Linked DNA regions of Mus musculus: regions 2, 3, 4, 5 and 6 are each linked to region 1. The links are chromatin contacts, called in public Hi-C, HiChIP or PLAC-seq and promoter capture Hi-C maps. All regions are on one chromosome and are shown on one strand. The core of a region is the stretch at or near the end of the contact, and the rest is flanking DNA. Distances in the headings are between cores, read along the strand shown. Region 1 holds the start of Tmtc2 (transmembrane and tetratricopeptide repeat containing 2). Region 2 has its middle 45 kb from the start of Gm21293. Region 3 has its middle 75 kb from the start of Gm22945. Region 4 has its middle 230 kb from the start of Gm25143. Region 5 has its middle 15 kb from the start of Gm22945. Region 6 holds the start of Lin7a (lin-7 homolog A (C. elegans)).

Evidence for each region. Promoter capture Hi-C pulls out the DNA fragments that hold promoters and counts their contacts. A called contact is a pair of places that touch in the nucleus more often than the background predicts. HiChIP or PLAC-seq counts read pairs in DNA pulled down with a chosen protein or histone mark.
Region 2: a contact with region 1 is called in an H3K4me3 HiChIP or PLAC-seq map of neural tube, with 9 times the contacts expected there. The contact joins the enhancer-like site here to the promoter of Tmtc2 in region 1. A contact is called at or near these places in 8 of 39 promoter capture datasets (the C10 cell line, cranial neural crest, frontonasal cranial neural crest and 5 more) and 5 of 115 datasets of contacts at active chromatin or transcription factors (astrocytes, embryonic hindbrain, embryonic limb bud and 2 more).
Region 3: a contact with region 1 is called in an H3K4me3 HiChIP or PLAC-seq map of embryonic limb bud, with 6 times the contacts expected there. The contact joins the enhancer-like site here to the promoter of Tmtc2 in region 1. A contact is called at or near these places in 7 of 39 promoter capture datasets (the HPC-7 cell line, cranial neural crest, frontonasal cranial neural crest and 3 more) and 7 of 115 datasets of contacts at active chromatin or transcription factors (astrocytes, cardiomyocytes, embryonic forebrain and 4 more).
Region 4: a contact with region 1 is called in a promoter capture Hi-C map of second pharyngeal arch cranial neural crest, with 10 times the contacts expected there. The contact joins the enhancer-like site here to the promoter of Tmtc2 in region 1. A contact is called at or near these places in 3 of 39 promoter capture datasets (cranial neural crest, frontonasal cranial neural crest and second pharyngeal arch cranial neural crest), 6 of 115 datasets of contacts at active chromatin or transcription factors (astrocytes, craniofacial prominence, embryonic limb bud and 3 more) and 1 of 9 other capture datasets (pancreatic islet).
Region 5: a contact with region 1 is called in a Hi-C map of cerebellum, with 2.2 times the contacts expected there. The contact joins the enhancer-like site here to the promoter of Tmtc2 in region 1. A contact is called at or near these places in 9 of 39 promoter capture datasets (the 3T3-L1 cell line, the HPC-7 cell line, embryonic stem cells and 5 more), 3 of 484 Hi-C or Micro-C datasets (cerebellum and cerebral cortex), 7 of 115 datasets of contacts at active chromatin or transcription factors (astrocytes, craniofacial prominence, embryonic forebrain and 4 more) and 1 of 9 other capture datasets (liver).
Region 6: a promoter capture Hi-C map of liver shows a contact between it and region 1, with 2.4 times the contacts expected there. The contact joins the promoter of Lin7a here to the promoter of Tmtc2 in region 1. A contact is called at or near these places in 2 of 39 promoter capture datasets (hippocampal neurons and liver).

Annotation. Positions count from the first base shown.
Region 1 is chr10:105,573,186-105,576,187 of GRCm38.p6, reverse strand. Tmtc2 (transmembrane and tetratricopeptide repeat containing 2) reads left to right here and starts at 1,709. Exons shown (of 12, transcript NM_177368.4): 1 at 1,709-2,521. The coding sequence starts at 2,439. Gm15663 (predicted gene 15663) reads right to left here and starts at 1,637. Exons shown (of 3, transcript NR_038032.1): 1 at 501-1,637.
Region 2 is chr10:104,096,549-104,099,314 of GRCm38.p6, reverse strand. No RefSeq gene overlaps it. Among named protein-coding and RNA genes, the nearest start is that of Gm21293, 45 kb to the left of the region's middle. Within about 2 kb of position 1,279, at least 1 of the 459 cell types and tissues checked has an H3K27ac peak or open chromatin away from gene starts, as enhancers often do. A contact at or near this core is called in neural tube, where this site is marked.
Region 3 is chr10:104,394,321-104,397,205 of GRCm38.p6, reverse strand. No RefSeq gene overlaps it. Among named protein-coding and RNA genes, the nearest start is that of Gm22945, 75 kb to the left of the region's middle. Within about 2 kb of position 1,260, at least 1 of the 459 cell types and tissues checked has an H3K27ac peak or open chromatin away from gene starts, as enhancers often do. A contact at or near this core is called in embryonic limb bud, where this site is marked.
Region 4 is chr10:103,730,906-103,733,832 of GRCm38.p6, reverse strand. No RefSeq gene overlaps it. Among named protein-coding and RNA genes, the nearest start is that of Gm25143, 230 kb to the left of the region's middle. Within about 2 kb of position 1,637, at least 8 of the 459 cell types and tissues checked have an H3K27ac peak or open chromatin away from gene starts, as enhancers often do. A contact at or near this core is called in second pharyngeal arch cranial neural crest, where this site is marked.
Region 5 is chr10:104,454,662-104,457,725 of GRCm38.p6, reverse strand. No RefSeq gene overlaps it. Among named protein-coding and RNA genes, the nearest start is that of Gm22945, 15 kb to the left of the region's middle. Within about 2 kb of position 1,470, at least 9 of the 459 cell types and tissues checked have an H3K27ac peak or open chromatin away from gene starts, as enhancers often do. A contact at or near this core is called in cerebellum, liver and neural tube, where this site is marked.
Region 6 is chr10:107,270,546-107,273,361 of GRCm38.p6, reverse strand. It overlaps Lin7a (lin-7 homolog A (C. elegans)), which reads right to left and starts at 1,531. Exons shown (of 6, transcript NM_001039354.1): 1 at 1,420-1,531. The coding sequence starts at 1,501.

The DNA of each region.
Region 1 (3,002 bases), core at 460-2,959:
TAAGAGTGGAACAGTGTGGGTGTAATGGTATGTATTTTAGAGAGGAATGTCTAAGTATTAGTTAAGAAGTAAAAGGATGACGTTGGAAATCATAACAGCTAACTTATTGCACTTACCAGTCCCCCTCTGGATGCTTTATTTACATGGAAACTCACCCAACCAAAGTAGTATTTATAAGTGAGGGGTGAAGGAGGTGATTGGCCCCAACTTACTCAAATAATTAATAGCTGAGTTGATACTCAAATCTAGGTATCTGACTTAAGTATTTATTCTTCCCCCAGTGCCCCAGGATCCAATATCAATACATAAGCTCAGAAGAAGGTCAGAGAGGATCCGAATGGAGCAACTGGTATGATTTTTAAAAAAACTTTAAAAAATACATTATACCGGGGAGCACTGAAGAACAAGAATCACCATCTTCAATATATTATTTGAGAACTTCCTACGTGCTCATAATATTTTGATCAAATCACAATTTGCCTGTTGGAGGTTGAACACACATTTGTCAGTTTCCAAACGATTTCTTTGTGAAGTCAGACATCCTTATTCTGCAGGCGTTCAAACTTTTCAGATCGCTGCCACATACCCAGGGAGTCCACTTTCCTTATTATCTTTGAAGAGCTTGCTGGTTAGGTGCAAAAGGGGAAGTTGGAAGTCAGCCCTGCAAGGACGTGTTTTCTGTGCCCTGTAGCTTCCCCACAGCAGGGGGCGCTGCAGTCGTGTTCATCATAGTCCAAGGGAGCGACCAGGGCAGTCAGAAAGGGAACCAGGCAGGAAGGGGGTGTGGCAGACAGCTCTCGGATCTCTTTGGTCATGCAACTTTAGTACCCAGCGCTCCTTCTGCCCAGACCATTCTTCTGCACCGTATTTCATCATGTTGGATGCCTTCCATCCAGTCTTGCATCCGGGCGGAAAGGAAAGGGCATTAGCTTTCCGCTCTGCTGGGTTTAAGGATGCCGTTGTAGAGGGTTGCATTAGCGTGGTCTCTTCTATAGTCTCAGAGTCAGCTTGACAGTCCTGAACCACTAAAGACACCCATCCCCACGCAATTTCTGAGGAACGCGTGGGTGTTTCTTACCTTCTTGCCTCTCCTCTTTCATTTCCTGGATCCCTTTTCATGATCTTACTGCGGGGCACGCGTCTTTCCACTAATATTAATGTCGACCGTCACGGCGTGGCCTCGGAAAACTCTCTCCTAAACGCTGCTTCCCTGGCTCTTCAACAGGCCCTTCCATCCCAATTCAGCTCACGCATCGCGCGCGCGCGGGGCAATAGATCCTTAGTGTCAACCGAGGTTGCCAGCGCTCTGCAAACCTGTTCTACCTCTCCGCGTCCCGAGAAGTCTCTCCAGCTGACCAGTCTTTTGCCTGACAGCTCTTGGCACTAGACGTTTGGCTTGCGATCTAGAGCGTGCAAAGCGCCTCCCCGCAGCACTGGGCAAACCATTGACTCCTCCTGTCGCCTCTCTCCTCCATCTCCCAGAGCCCAGGGCACACTCTAGCTATCGTTTTGGGCAATCTTCCAAAAGTCATCTTTGTCCTGGGCTTTGGGGGAGGCTTTCCAGAGTCAAAAAGAAGGTGAAGGAAGATGAAGAAGAGAGTGGGGCCAGAGTACCAGGCTGGAGCAGCTAGAAGAGTGGGCGGAGCCTCCAGCCAGTGGGGGTAGACAGGGAGGAGTCTGCGGGGAGGATCTGGGTGGAGAAAGGGGCCGGGCTAGCTTAGGGTGGTGGGCTGGCCACGCAGGCGCGTGGGGCCGCGACGAGAACCCCACGCGGGAGCTTTTGGAGTCCCCAGTCGCCGCTTCTCACTTCACTGGAGAGGGGTCCGGGAGGGAACCAATAAAGAGTGAATGTGCCGCAGCCGCGGTGGCGGCCGAGTTGCTGCGAACGGCCCCGGAGTCGTGCGCCCGGGAGGCGGCGAAGGGAGGCGGTTCGCCTCGTCCCTCCCACCCGCCCCTTTCTCTCTCGGTCTCTCTCTCTGTCTCTCCTTTCCTCCCGCTGGTCCCAGATCCTCGCTCTGTCCAGCCCTTTGGTCCCCCCTCTTGCACTCTTCTATCTCCGCAGTCCTTTACCTTAGGGCGTCCCAAAGTGCCATGGGTTAGGGTGGGGACCGCGAGCCGCGGGAAAAGGACAAGCCCCGATTCTCCGCCGGGGGGCGTGAAGCCGATCGCCGCTTGCCTCTCGCGGTTGTCGGGTATGGGGAGAGCGGTGTGAGCCCGCAACCCCCGGAGCACGCAGGAACAGCGGAGCCCGGCGCCCCGAGGAGGAGCCCGGGATCGGAAGAAGGAGAGGAGGGAGGACGAGGAGGCGGGCGGGGAAGCCGGGGAAAAGTGCAGCCAAGGAGGAGAAGGCGGCGGAAGGTGGGGATTGATGCTTCTGTTTTTTGTTGCCGCTGCTGCGCTCGCGCTGGGAGCCAAGCCGGAGGGAAGGCGGTGGAGAGATGATTGCAGAGTTGGTGAGCAGCGCTCTGGGGCTCGCCTTGTATCTCAACACCCTGAGTGCTGATTTCTGCTACGATGACAGGTAAGTGGGTGAGAGAAAGGGGCAATGGCTGCGGTGCGACGGGGGTGGGGTGGGGGCTCCTCGGTGGCTCTGGTACTGCTTGCTGTCAGGCTGAAGCGCGTCTTGGGGGCGGGGTTGGGGGGACAGGTATCTGCACCTGAAGGTTTAGGCGACACGGAAACCGTAACACCTAAAGCAAACAGCCGGGACGGACGCAGGCGCGCTGGGCGGGCCGAACGAGTTTCCGCTCCTACTTTGCAGCAGGTTCTTGCTTGCTTCTTGCTGGTTGGCAGGCGCTTAAGTTTCTTTGCGGAAATCCAGGCAATTTGGAAGACTGTTTAATGAACCCACGTTAAACAAACAACCAGCCAAAGTAAAAATTCCAATAACAATCCTTGGTATACCTTGGTGCAAAAAAAAAAAAAAAAAAAAAAAAAAAAAAAAGAAAGAAAGAAAGAAAGAAAGAAAGAAAAAGCATATTAAGCGATTTTACGTGTGGGCT
Region 2 (2,766 bases), core at 30-2,529, 1.5 Mb after region 1:
GTCAGGCAATGCTCTGAAATCACCTCTTGTATAAATCTCGCCAGAGTAAACAAAATGGAAAGCACACCATTGATTTATACTAAAACAATAAATCCTTTAGTGATGAGATCTAGCACTACCTGCCTTTCACTCAGTTCACTTTAGTCTTCTTCCCAAGTATTTGCAGGTGAACATTAAATTCTACCGTCTTCCTATTTGGCTGATTGTCAGACTGTGGGTAGCTAATTCAAATTACAACAAATTCTTATATATTTCATGTCCATTCATTCCCCTTGTACACATTTCTTAGATTTCCAAAGCTAACATCTTCACATTATTATTAAATGAGTCCTCAGCATATTGGGGGACTCAAATATATACTCAAATATATACAGTTATGAACTAAGATTTCATTAGATCGTTTAAATGTTGAATATGAATCTTCAAGGAGAGAATTTATACATCTGATTATAATAATATTCATTGTAAAATTCCAGTTAATTTCATAACTGATCAATATTTCTATTGGATTTTCACTACAACTTGTATATAATTTCAAGTAAAGGAAAACATTTGTCATTTCTAATTTTTATTTCTATGACTATCATATTTTATAAAAGGCTAGACTTGTAATATTAAAAGTTGTAAAATCATTGATCATATACACTACTCTAACGGGAACCTAAGAAAACATACCTGACATCCTTGTCTTTTCTAACATTTGTAAATCTTTTTCTTTTTTCTTTTTTTTCTTTTTTTTTCTTTTTTTTTTTTTTTTTTTTTTTTTTTTGGTTTTAATATACCTAGGGCATTCTCCTTTATTTGCTACTGTCTTATTTTTATAAGGATATGCTAAAATATCGTTTTTAGAACATATTAAATTATTCTCAGCTTTTTATATTTTAATTTGATAATATGAAACTTTTACTGCTGGGATAAGTGATTTAATTTATACAATTATTTTCTTCTGATTTTCTGAACTCATAAAACTTAGGCAATTTAGTTTTGACTCTAATTCTATGCTTATGTCCAAATTTCTACAACTATGTTAATTCATTTTTCCTCCATAAAATCTCCAGAGAATAGGTACCCTCACCTCTGTTCTCAAATTCCCACACTAAAAACATACTTAATGGTTTCTTGATTTATGTTTGTAGGGTTATTGATCTCCTGTCCACCCCACCAGAACTCAGAGAATTTGACTGCGTTTATGAGTCCCTAATGATATTCTGTTGTATTCATAGACTGGTGCCTTGTCTAGTCATCCTCAGACAGGCTTATTCTAGCAGCAGATAGAGCGGGCATAGAGACACAGTCATACATTATGCGAGGATGTCTAAGTTGGGGGTCTTTATCCAGTTCCTCCTCTAGGAGGTCAGAGAAAAGGAAGATAAAGATTTAGCAGTCAGAGGGGACTGAGGACATCAAGAGAATATGCCACACTGAATCAACTAAGCAGGGCTCATAGGGTCACCCAGAGACTGAAGTGGAAGCTCAGGGCCTCCATGGGTCTGCACTAGATCTTTTGTATACACGTTAAGGCTGTTAGCATGGTGGTTTTGTGGAACTCCTAATAGTGGGATTTGTGTGTCTCTGCCTAGTTTGCCTGCCCTCAGAATCTTTTTTCTCTTACTGGTTGCCTTGTCCAGCCTTGATGTAAGGACCTCTGACCTGTCTTATTGTACCATGTTTTGTCCTGTTTGGTTTTCTCTTGGAGGCCTGCACCTTTATGAAGAGAAATGGTGGGGTATTGAATCTGGGAAAGAGAATAGGTGGGCAGGGAGCTTAAGGAGTGGAGGGAGGGAAAACTGTAGTCAGGATGTATTGTATGAGAGAAGACTCTCTTTCCAATTTATATATATAATATATATATGTATGTATATATATATATATATACACACATATATATAGTATTTATGTATTTAATGTATTATATATATTGTATTTATGTATTATGTATTTATGTATTTATTTGTGGTGTGGTGTGTGTCATATATATATGACATACATAAATACATAAATAAATGCATAAATAAAATGAAACTCTGTAACTTTTGCAGGGAGAGGAAAAGATTTATTCAGCTTACACTTCCACATTCCTGTTCATCACTAAAAAATGTCAGGAATGGAACTCAAGCAGCTTAGGAGGCAGGAGGTGATGCAGAGTCCATGGAGGGATGTTACTTACTAGCTTGCTTCTCCTGTGTTTCTCAGCTTGCTTTCCTTATAGGAACCCTGAAATAGCAGTCCAGGGACGTCACTGCCCTTAATGTGCTAGGCCCTCCCACCTTGATCACTAATTGAGAAAATGCCTTACAGCTGTACTTCATGGAGGCCTTTCCTCAAGCGAGGCTCCTTTCTCTGTGGTAACTGTGGCTTTATCTTTAATTGGTGAATTTATTTTTTTTACATTTCAAATGTTAATCCCCGTGAAACAGGAAAATAAAGTCTTTTAGGTAGAGAGACAAAATATGAGGTTTGGAAAAAATATAAGTATTGTTACTTGTATATAGACAAATGTGTATATGTTATGTAAAAATATTCAGTATGCACAAGAGGCCCTATCTTGTATAGAGAAACTGAATACTTATTTAGTGACATTGTCATCTTTGGAATATACCTATTCTACCTGGAAACCCTGAAACCTCTTTAGGATGTTTTCTAGCATAATTGGCTAAAGAGGAAACCAGAGGAGTTTCCTGGTTCATGGTCTGAAGCAGGGAGCCATCCTCCTGCAGTAGGATATGTTCCCAGGCCTGGTTGGGAGGGGCCAAATCTAGGTGCACC
Region 3 (2,885 bases), core at 11-2,510, 1.2 Mb after region 1:
ATCTATATAATAGAATCATGTGGATTCAAGTTGTATAGTTTAAGACAAAAAACATTCATAGACATTTGTTTTGGGCACATATATTTAGAAGAAAACAAAAAAAGAATAATGACCTTGTATCTGAATTTATATTGGAGGTACAATAGAGTATGCAAAAATAATAGAAATTAAATGAGATCAATAGGAAGAAAATAAAAGAAAAAAATATTCAAATATGTTCATAGAAATGTTCATCAAACTCATAGTCCTATCTGGAAAAATGAAACACCTTATAATCACTCACAATTCATATGAAAGAAAAAACTCCCAAGAAGGAAACAATGTATCTATTGACATGTTAAGAAACAGAATGTGTGAAATAAAAAAAAAAATCTCTCAAAAGATCCTTAACATAGTTTGAGGTCATCAACAGATTATCCAATAAAATTTTAATTGTGAAGATAAACTCAGTAATGTTAATCTGTTCATTTTACTCATTGAAAACGTCATGAAGATTAAAATGTTTAAATATGAAGTCCCACTAGAAGTAATTATGTGCTTCTTGAGAAGTTATTCATAATTTATTTTATAGCAGGAATATTCTATATTAGATATAAATTATTTGGTGTAAGGATAGTTTTCATGTTTAACAGGAGTTGGTATCAGTCTGTGAAGCTGCCTGATTGCATGTTTTAATAGTGGGCCACCGATTCCAATTACACAGACTTACTCTTCTAATTATCCATAGACCATAGATGCCGAAGACGATGTAAATGTACTAGGAGATGGGGCTGTGTGCATTTCAGGAAAAGGTTTATGCTTTCAGTGTTCTTTATTCTATCTCTTTGTCTTTCTATATTATGGAACAAAAATTTAATCAGAACAATAAAACCTGTTGTTCAGGGTGAAGAATAAATTATGTTTTATTAATATACCCTTTTAGAAAGCAATTTAAAACTATAATTTGACATCATAATCTTTAATATAAAGATCTTATTTAAAAATTGTATTTCTATACTGTTTGCTGTGGAAATTCTCTATAAATTTCAGGGAATTTTTGAAATTGTTCTTGCCTTGGCTTAATGATCTGAATTTTAACAGGGTTATATCATATTCAATAAATTTATTCAGATCTTGAAGTATTCAAGTAATGGAAACTATGCCTTTGTAAAACCCAGGAATGTTAGCCTTTGATTTTTTATGGTTTAGACTGCTTTATGACCCTCTCTCAATAAAAACTATAAAATTAAAATGACCATGCAAAGGTTTATGGAGCACCTCTGACCCAGCATGGAGAAGCTAAAGGCAGTGCAATTGCTTCTTGGATCTGTTAAAGTAGCACGGGGTGGGATGGGGAGCTGATTTTGCAAGGTGAGGGCAAAGAGAACATCTGGAAAACCCATCATCTGGCAGCTGGACACAGAAAGAAATAATGTCAGATACTCAAATTATGTTTTAAACATTTATATATATATATATATATGGACACTTCAGCCATTATGACTTAGGGAAAATAAAAGAAAGAATGATAATAATAGACATGTAATCACTCCTGAAATCACAAAAATTAAATTATTAGGATATTAATCAATTTTAATATCACATTTTGTATTTCTTCTTAGTTTTATAGCAAACAAATGATATATAATGCATATATACATATATATATATATATATATATATATATGCACATATATACTTTATATATATGCACTGATCATGCTCAACAGATTTATTCTTCTCATGTAAATACTTTAGAGTGAATTTTCTAAAAAAAATAGTTAAATAAAACTTCTCATCAACATTACCTCCTTTATATGAGCTGAACAAGGAAGACAATAATTGACATTCTAAGTTGGACAATGGTAGCCTACAAGACTTCAACTCTACATAAAGAAATGTAGGCAACCAAGGAATATTAGGAGTGGAATAAATAGTCTTCACTATTGATGAAAACATCAATTGGTTATCCAATTCCCAGTGGTCAGCCTGGAAAACATATACAATAGTAAGCTTGTACAGACTGACTGATTGTGCTTCTATATTTAAGAAAAACATACACATATATTTATAAAAACAGTTACTGTTAAAAGATAAGAATAATTTGAAAAAAAGGTTTAAGAGTCATCTATGGGAGAGTTTGTATGGAGAAAAGAGAGTGGGGAAATAACGTAATAACATTAGTCTCAATATGTAAACCAAATTACTTTTAAAAATCAATAATCGAGGCCATTGATTCATAATCGCTACTTGTCAGTAGCCTGCGTGAAAAGCTGCAATCAGAGGGCTGAGAAATTCAGGAATGTATTGTGACAATATTAGAGCAGGTAATACTTTTACATTTTCAAAATTTTCTTAAAATATTTTTCTGTTTCTTTGTTAAGGGTAATCTATAACTAGTAATCTAAGCAAACTAAAAGAGGTATTGCCTTCACTTTCTCTTCTCTCCTTTAATGAGAAACTAGTTACAGTCATAAGTAATCTATGGCTAGTTGAGTACAGAAGCATCTGCTATTCTCAAAGCTTTTGCATGAGACTTTTATATTGATCTTTGTAGGTCCAGCAAATAACTCCATTTAAGGAAAAGGAATGCTGAGGTTTCAGCCAATAACATCCTCTTTATAAGGAAGCAAAAGCTTTTTCATGGATAATTTTTGCAGCCTCTCCTATAAATCATAGTATCTAGATTATGTCACATGGCTTTTTCCAGGTAAAACGAAGATTTAGATTGTGAGAATTATGCTTTGTAGCATGTATTTCTTGACAATAGTAACAATCAAACTATCCATGAAAATGAGGACTCTATTATCTGAGCACTAGGATCTGTCAAAACTGTTGGAAATGTTATTTCACCTTCCAGTATAAATTTGTGCAATGTCAGTACTGTTCTATTTGAATAAGTTGGA
Region 4 (2,927 bases), core at 388-2,887, 1.8 Mb after region 1:
AAAGACAATCATGATATGGTCTCACATATAAGTGGATATTATCTGTTAATAAAAATAATCATGCTACAATCCACAGACCAAGAGAGGTTAAGCAACAAGGAAGGCTCTTGGGGTATTCTCCTTGGGAAGGGGAAGTAGACTATGCCAATGGACAGGGGAGCAATGATGGGGGGGGGGGGCAGAAAGGATCAGGCAGGAGAGGAAGGGACAGAAGGAGAGCATACAGGAAGAAATAACTAGAACTGGGCACATTTAGGAGACTTGTGGACATCTAGTGCAGTAGAAACTTCTTGTAACATATAAGGATGCCCCTAGCAAGGACTCCTAGTAATGAAACTTATGGAGTCTAAATGGGTTATCACTCTTTAATCAGCCAAGACATCCAGTGGTGAGCCTTGGACACCAACCCAAGCACAAAATCTTTTACTCACAATGTATCCTGCTTACAAGTGGTGCAGCAATAGTGTTTCAGAGTTTGTGGGAATGGCCAGCCAATGACTAGCTCAACTTAGTGCCCATGTCACTAGAACAAGCCCATGCCTGACAGTACCTGAATGACCAGGAACCAGAAGATGGGTGGCTCAGAGACCTAGAAGCAGTGCCTAACCTAAACAACAACAGAGAGGCTTTCTCTTGCAACATACAGAGCAATACAGAGCAGATACAGAGATCCCTCGGTAGTCTAAATAACACCACAGAGACTCCTCAGGCAGCCTTAGCAAGAGATATTCTTTTCTGTCCAAAATTTCTCTGACAATGCTTTGTCCACTGGAGGAACTGGTATAACACAAATGACATTTCAGTGCTTAATATATGGAAATCCCTTAATTTCTGAATGTTGATCTCTTGTGTGCATCCATTAATTGCTATTTTTAAGACTGAGATGTTGAATTCATTTAATTGCTGTGGTGGGTGAAATGAGAAAACCTCCATAGGTTCATATGTTTGAATACTTATTGCCCTGTGGGTAGAACAATTTAGGATTAGGATCTATGGTCTGGTTCTAGGAAGAGTGTCACTGGCAGATATACTTTGATGTTTGAAAAACCTCCACACATTGCCAAGTTAGCTCTCAGTCTTATTTTAAAATGAGAACTCTCATCTATTGCTCCGCGCTACACTTTTCTGTCTGCTTCCAGGCTGCTCAGAATGGTGGTCATGGACTCAGTCTCTCACCCTGTACACCCTAATAAACTTTCTGCTATAAGTTGTTTTGATTATGGGGCATCTTTGCAACAATAGAGCTTTGAATTACATAGATCTGAGCTCTGTTCCGTGGATGATTTCAATACTTATTCTATAAAGTGTGTCTGTGTGTGTGTGTGTGTTTTGGATATCTGTGTATATTTTCTGGCATATGTAAGTTTTGGATATGTATGTTAAAATTTTTAATGACGTTTCTTTTTTCTTTTTCTTTTGTGTTAACATTAGGAGCATTCTTGCTATGTAATTTCCTTCTTGATCTCTAGTGCAATGTAAATCTGTGGGATGTTCTTTATATGAAATTAAAATATTCCGAAGGTTTTGCTTCCCTAGCCTATGGCTTTGTTACCTGACCCTCGAAATAGGCTTCCTTGTGAACGTGGGGACACTTCCTCTGTGCATCACTGCAGATTGAAATAATTGGTTCTGTAATTACAAGGGTTCTCTTAGGAAAGTGGAATCAAAGCAGTAATACTGCAATTTGCACATTGATCCCTGTACATCATTCTGTCAGACTTCTGCCCCTAAAAGGTTTCCGGAGATGATAATAATACAGTACAATACATTCATTTTGCTGTCTGCACGATTTGTGAGAAATTTCTCATTAATTACTTTCTGTTTCAAACATGATACTCTAATCCAAAACCAGATCCCTTTTCTCGAATAATTTCATCATGATGTTTAAATTCTTTCTCAGGAAGGAAAATAATAACCCCAGTTCTTTGTGAAGACATGATGAAATATTTCCATGACAGCTCATTTACAAAAAGCAACAATGAGCTCTTTCCAGAAACAAGGAAACAAATCGGTTCAGAGGAAACAGTGACCTCCACCTATTCAGACCCAAATGAACCTCTTTTATGGTTCAGAAATTCAGTTAGCTTATTTCTGTTTGTTTTCTTTTCCATTTTCATGCTTCTATGCATCTCCAGCTGGACTGGCTCTGAAAAAAGAAATACATTACAAGAGAGGCTGCTCTCATGTTTCCAATCTGATCTCAACCTCTATGGGAAAGGTTAAGACAATCACAAGAATGCAGCATTTGTTATCTGAGCCCCCATCTTTAAACCTTAAAAGGCTTACCCATCACTAGTTCTTAATTTCCAATGTTTCCTTCTGGCTAGAATATTTGTTATGATTAATATATCTGTGATCTTTCCTTTGTCCTCATCACATTCTCTTTCTCCCTCTGTCTTCTACCGATAAGGATCATTCTGCTTTTCCACTCACATAGATTCGCTTATTTTCAGCCCTTTCATCTTCTGAAAGGTTAACATTGGATTCATGGCTAAGGAAACATTGAGAAATCCCCTAGAAAAATATATTAGATAGAGATTGTTAATTTTTATGATTTTTTTACTTTAAAGCAATATTAATCCCACATACAGTTTATTTTCAAAGATTTTACAATCAAGGTAATACTGAACACATAATATAAGACAGTAATAAACATTGATTTTATTGTAAAGTAGATATAATTAAGAAGTTCCACACTCACTCTTACATAAATATTTTCTTTAAGGTAAAAAATTGAAAATATTATTTTCAAAATAAGGTGTTTTATTGCTACAAGAAATTGAAGCTGTTGTTGGCTTTGGTTCAGTTTTCTGATCTATAAACAGTAATAGGAGAGAAGAAATTCAGGGAAAATGAAATGTGAATTTATCATTTAAGTCTGAAGTCCTTTGCTTTTGTAATTATGCTTGTCCTTTTGCTTTCCAATA
Region 5 (3,064 bases), core at 221-2,720, 1.1 Mb after region 1:
TGATGATAAGGAACCAGAAGAGGCCACTTCCTGTAAATAGGTAGAAACCCCAGTGGTTCTGTAGGGACACCTATCTACCCACAACATTTTCTACTCAAAATTTATTCTATCTATAAGAAATGCAGGCCCAGGCCCAGGGGATGTAGCAGAGACTGAAGGAATGGTGAACTCATAACCAGCCCAACTTGAGATTCATCCCATGGGCAAAAGCCATTCCATGACATTATTTTAGTGACCTTTGTTATGCTTGCAGACAGAAGTCTAGCATAGTCTCTGAGAGGCTTAACCCAGCAACTGAATCCAATGGATGCAGACACCCACAGCCAAAAGAAGATGGAGTTTGGGGACTCCTATGGAAGAATAGGGGGAAGGATTGTAGCCAGAAGTGTATAGGACCTCCACACGAAAACCATCAGAGTCAACGAATGTGGAACCTTAAAGCTCTTAGAGAGTGAACTACCAATCAAAGATCATATAGATTGGACCTAGGTCTTTCTGATCATATGTAGCAGATGTGCAGCTTGGTCTTCATGTGGGTCCTGAACAAATGGAGCTGGGGATATCCCAAAAGCTGTTATTGTTCATCAGATATGTTCTTTAGCTGGACTGTCTTGTCGAGCCACAGTAGGATAGGATGTACCTAACCCTGCAGAGAGTTGATGAGCTGGTGTGTGTGTGGGGGGGTAGGGTACCCAGTATGAGGACATACCATCTCGAGGAAAAGGGACGGCAGAATAGGGGAAGGATTGTGGGAAAGGTGACTGGGAGGGATGGCAATAGTCGGGATGTAATGTAAAATAAATTAAAAATTTAAAATAAAAGGTACTTTCTAGCATAAAGCACTTAACAATCTAATTCACACCAGTAAACTCATGAGTATAAAGGATTTCAAATAATTGTAATGATTAATTCATAACTCATTGTACTATTATTCTATTTTTTTAAAGGACAAAGACTTTTAAGGTATAAGAAATCCCATTTTGATGTATGCATTCGATATTTACTATATATAAGTAAATTACTATATGAATCACATTTAAAGTTCTAGTTTTTTGGCATACATGGAGTAAAAACAACTGTACTCAAAAAAATATTGCCACAAAAAATACTGTACCATTATCCCTTTGTAGTAATCAGCATTCTCTATTTAGTTTTCTTATAAAACTGCAAGGCAGCAGTACCCTTAACCTACCTTGCTTCATTGTCTTTCCCTTCCTGTTTCTGACAAATGCTGTTTTGCTTCCCGTATCTATATATCCAACCTTGCTTAGTTTCTAAAATTGAGTGAGGTCATATACTATTTTTCTTTTCTGTGTTCGGCTTGCTTCATTTAGCACGGTGTCGTTTGGATTCAGCCAAACGGAAAAAAAATGCATTCCCCTTTCTGTAACTGAGCAGCGATACATGGCCGATCTCCCTGAACGTATTGTGCTTATAGCCTTTGTCTTTTAACCATTCACACTATCATAAATAATCTCTTCTGTCATCAAGATTTAGAGGCACCCAGGGTGCCGACGAGTCATTCCTGTGAGCATGTCTATGAGGGCATTTCCAGAGGGAATTAACTGTGAGAACAAGACTCATATTAAATAAAGGCTGAAACTTCCTAAGGTCCAGAGGTCTCGAGAGGTAAAAAGGAGGTGGCGAGGTGCAAGGGGAAGGGGATATGCTAGACTCCTGTCTGCCCGAATGTCATTTTTTCCTTGACTTCACTTTCTGGCTCACAACTACTTTAATTTCTCCGTTTTGCTCTGCTCTCCACTATCTTCATAGCAGACAGGACTTGCTGAATCTATGAGCTCAAATTAAATAGCCTCTTAAGTTGTTTATTTCACGCGTGGTTTTGCAGTGATAAAGTCATTGATGCATATACAAGTCCCTCCCAGGTCTTTGCTGTTGTGACCCATGCTGTTGTGAGCAAGAGAGTGAAATTCAGAGGCTCACATTCTCTGGCTGCTTTTTCTGGGAAATGAAGGCTGAGCCGTTTGGTTTCTATTTTTAATTTGAGTGGACTTTGTCTGCTGCCTTGTCTAAAAGCTATTCCAGTTTACAACCCTGTCAATAGCGTTCAGCTTTTCCCTTTTCTCCACACACTCGATAGCACCTTATCCTCATGGGTATGAAATGTTACTGCACTTTGTTGGAGATTTACTTCTAATGATGATGGGCACTGAAAATACTTGCATTCACCCGCTAGCCAAGTGTGTGGATTTCATAGGTAAAAAAGAAAAGAAGTGTCCTTAATTCACTGCAAAATTATCCATTTACTTTTGTTGTCAGCAGGTTGTGTGTGTTCCACTAGATTTCCAAAATCGGGATTTATGTATCGTTTCCAAGACTTGAAAATATACTCCCACTCTAATTTTAAATATATTTTGAGCCCTGGAGTCTCGTTTCTACTTCTGAAATTCTAATAGTAACGAAATATTTTCTACCTCTTCATTTCTTATAAATTACTTCTTCACTTCATTTTTTCCTTTCTGCTCTTCTTATAGGATGCTTTCAAACTATTTGCATTTGAGAGAACTAAACCTTTGTTTCACTTGGCAATTCTGTCAAAATTTATTATTGAATATTTATCTTTTTACTGTATTTTCTGCTCTACTACTTCTGTCTACATTTCTAAATTTTTCTATGCATTTGTTAGCATTCAGTTTGCCTTTAATTATTTTTCTTGATTTATTGAATTTATTTAATAATCATTCTTAGATTTTTGTTTCTGTGTATACCATTAATCTATATTACATTAGAGTTAGACTCTAGAAATGCATCTTGTTTTTTGGATATTTCTCTATGCCTTCCCTTGTCTTGCCCTTCTGCAACATCTTATGCACAGTAGATTATACAGCCTCCTTTCTCTGCTTTGTAAGACTGTAATTTTGAAACAGGTAGACGTTAGTAACCACCATAAATAGAGACTCTGGGTATCTTTTGAAAGACATGTTAAATTTTTCTCACGTACTCAGTGGCAGTAGAACCAACTTTCTTTTAAGTATATCTGAAAAAAAAAAACCTGTGAGTAAAAATTATTTTTACATTTTATTTTACCCTTAGAATGGAAATA
Region 6 (2,816 bases), core at 282-2,781, 1.7 Mb before region 1:
ATCATAGATTATACGACGGACTTCTGAGCTCTTTACTCTTATTAATCTGTAAACGAACATTTCCCAACATAAAAATCAATTATTTTTCAACTCTTACCCTAAGTAAGGTTGCTATGGGCACCGCATAATATCCGTTCTGGCACCAACAGATTGAGTTAAAGTCACCAGAGATCTCTCCACATTAAGAACCTCAAATACAGTTTACCAGCTTTGCCACTGTGCTCGCTGTACGATGCTCTTTTTGCTTTGCTGGGCCGCTAGTTTAATCCTCCAGAAAGAGAAATTTTAGAGGGACAAGGACTAAATCATTTTCTTCTGAGCACAGCATTTTCAAATGACTGCACCGGGTCCTAAGCCCCGCCGCTGCGGACCCAGAGCTAGAGGTGCCCTCTCTCTGCAGAGCTGGGGACTCTGGAGCCCTAATAACTAACTGGACCTGGTGAGGCAGAAAGGAAACTCCCATCCACCGCCAGGTACTACTCGGGTGCACTCAGCAGGGCCCGATCCTAGAGAAAGGTTTGGAAAGGTTTGGAAAGGTTTGAGCAAAAGCTCTTTCCGTTTCAGCCAAAGAGTAGGACGCACAGGTCACAGGCTAGAAGTTAAACAGTTACCCAGCCTGCGCTTTGTCTCCGCGCCTTCTGCAGCCCAGGCACTGAGGTACACTTGACTGGTGAAGAACAAGGTTTGCTGGAGCAGGAGACAGGAGTTGCTACCTCCCTGGAACTGCAGGCTGAGGGAGTACCAAGACCAGAGCCGCAGCTCCGAGCGGGAAGCTGGAGCCAAGCCGGCTCGGCTCCGGATGCGGTGTCCCTGAGCCAGCGAAGGTTGCCCGAGCTCTGCTCTGCCCTTTCGCCCGAGGGCAGCGCCCTAGCCAGGCAGTCCCGCGGCTTTGCACCCAGCTTCCCAGCCAAGCGCCCTGCCGCCCTGGGGCGATCTCCCAGTCACAACAGCTGCACAGACCCCTCATCTCCAGCGCGGGGACAAACTTCCTCCCTTCGGGTCCCCGCGCCGGCAGTTGGCAGCTAGCTTCCCCACTGGTCCCTTAGCAAGCTCTGGCTGGGAGAGCTTTCTCTGCCCCTCTTCAACCTCCAGTCACCAGCGCTCAGCGGTCCCGGCGCATCCTCTCCAACAAAGCCGGGGCCCGGAGGCGACCCGGCGAGGGACCGAGACTGTCAGCTGAAACATTCGAGCCCTGGCAAGCACCTACGCCCCGGAGAGCGCAGCAAGAAGGGGCAGCGGGGACCAGGAGAGGAGAGAGGGGAAGAAAGTGTCCTGCTCCGGGCGCGAAACCCTCCTGGGCTGATCCTCCTCCCCCAGCTGCCCCTGCCCGAGCGCATCCTGCCTTCCCTGTGGGACTGGGCAGGGCGGAGGGCGAAGCGGTGCGGACTGTGTGGCCTGACGGACCAGCCGCTCCCTTACCTCTGTCCAGAGTAAGCGGCTGGACCACTGTCAATGTCGCCATGTCTGCCGTGGGAGCCGAAGTGACGCTCGGCTTCAGCATCAGCAACCGCTTGTAGTGAGAAAAAGAGGAGGAGATTGGGGGCGGGGGTGGAGAGGGAAGACGGAAAGGAGGGGGAGGAGGGGGAGGCAGGAAGGTGGTGATGGAGGAGAAGAAAGCTCGGGTGGGTTGGTAGCCAGATGGAGACTCAACTGTTCCGCCGCGGCGAATCTTCAGTGCGGCGCCAAGCAGGGCAGGTAGCCGCGAGCGCCTGCCTGGCCAAGGAGCTGAGAAAGGAACGCTCAGCCCTAGAACTTTGCTCGCCCACCCGTCAGTAGCTCTGGGTGGCTGTAGCAGGTTTGCTGTCTTTCAACTTTCCACCTAAGCATAATGGTCAGAATGCACTCGAACCCAGAAGAAGAGGACTCAGAAACGGGAGAGAGACAGACAGGGGTAGAGAGGTGGGGGGACAGAATTCTTTTCAGATTAAGAAAAAATTTCAACCTCCCTTTCCACATCCCTTTCCAGAGGAAACGCCACTAGCCGTGGGAGATGTTGCTATATCATTGTAGTTGCTGTTAATTTCTGTTGAAGCTTTTTGTTTAGAACGTCCACTCTCAACAGCACAAGGTAACCGACTGAGGGCCAGGCAGGGTTCTGTTAAGTCAGTGTTCGTTTAGGACCTGGGTACATTGCCTAGGAAAATGACTTGCCTTTACAAGCAAACTTCCTTAAAAGGTTCTGAAATAAAAAACGAGTTGCTGTCAGTGAACAGTATTTATCAGGGACCCTCTCCTGTTAATCTGGAAGAAACTTGTATTCAGAGGTGCTATTTATTAATTAGCATGCATGACAAGAGTTGAGCCACGGATGTTTGGTGCCATTTGCTACATCTTAACCTGGGGATTCACTTTTGTTTTCTTTCTCTGCATCCTCCGAATTACAGGTAGATAATGTGAAAGGCCTTATTTCTGAGTCAGTAGATCACAGTTCAGTTCCTGGAGCCTTCAAATACTGACTATGAGCCTTAATCCCAACTTTCACTAAATGTTCACCAAGCCTCATTTCCTTATCAAACCATGAAGAAACATGGAGAAAGATCCTCTGGGCTTTACCGAGATTGGTGGACACAGAGCTGAGATGGCGATGCTGCCCTCCCTGTGACAGCTAAATCATCCTTGTGACCCAGAGACCCTCAGAGGTAGACCCACTGGGTTGCAGAGTATTTGCGTATGACCAAATGCTACGTTCTTCTAATGAGACTAAGAGGTGAGAAAGCTCAGAAATTCAGCAGGAATTGAAAAGTCAAAGATGACTGACCATCTAACTATGCAACAGATCATTGGATACATGCTGAACGTAGTCTTTCAATGTAGTC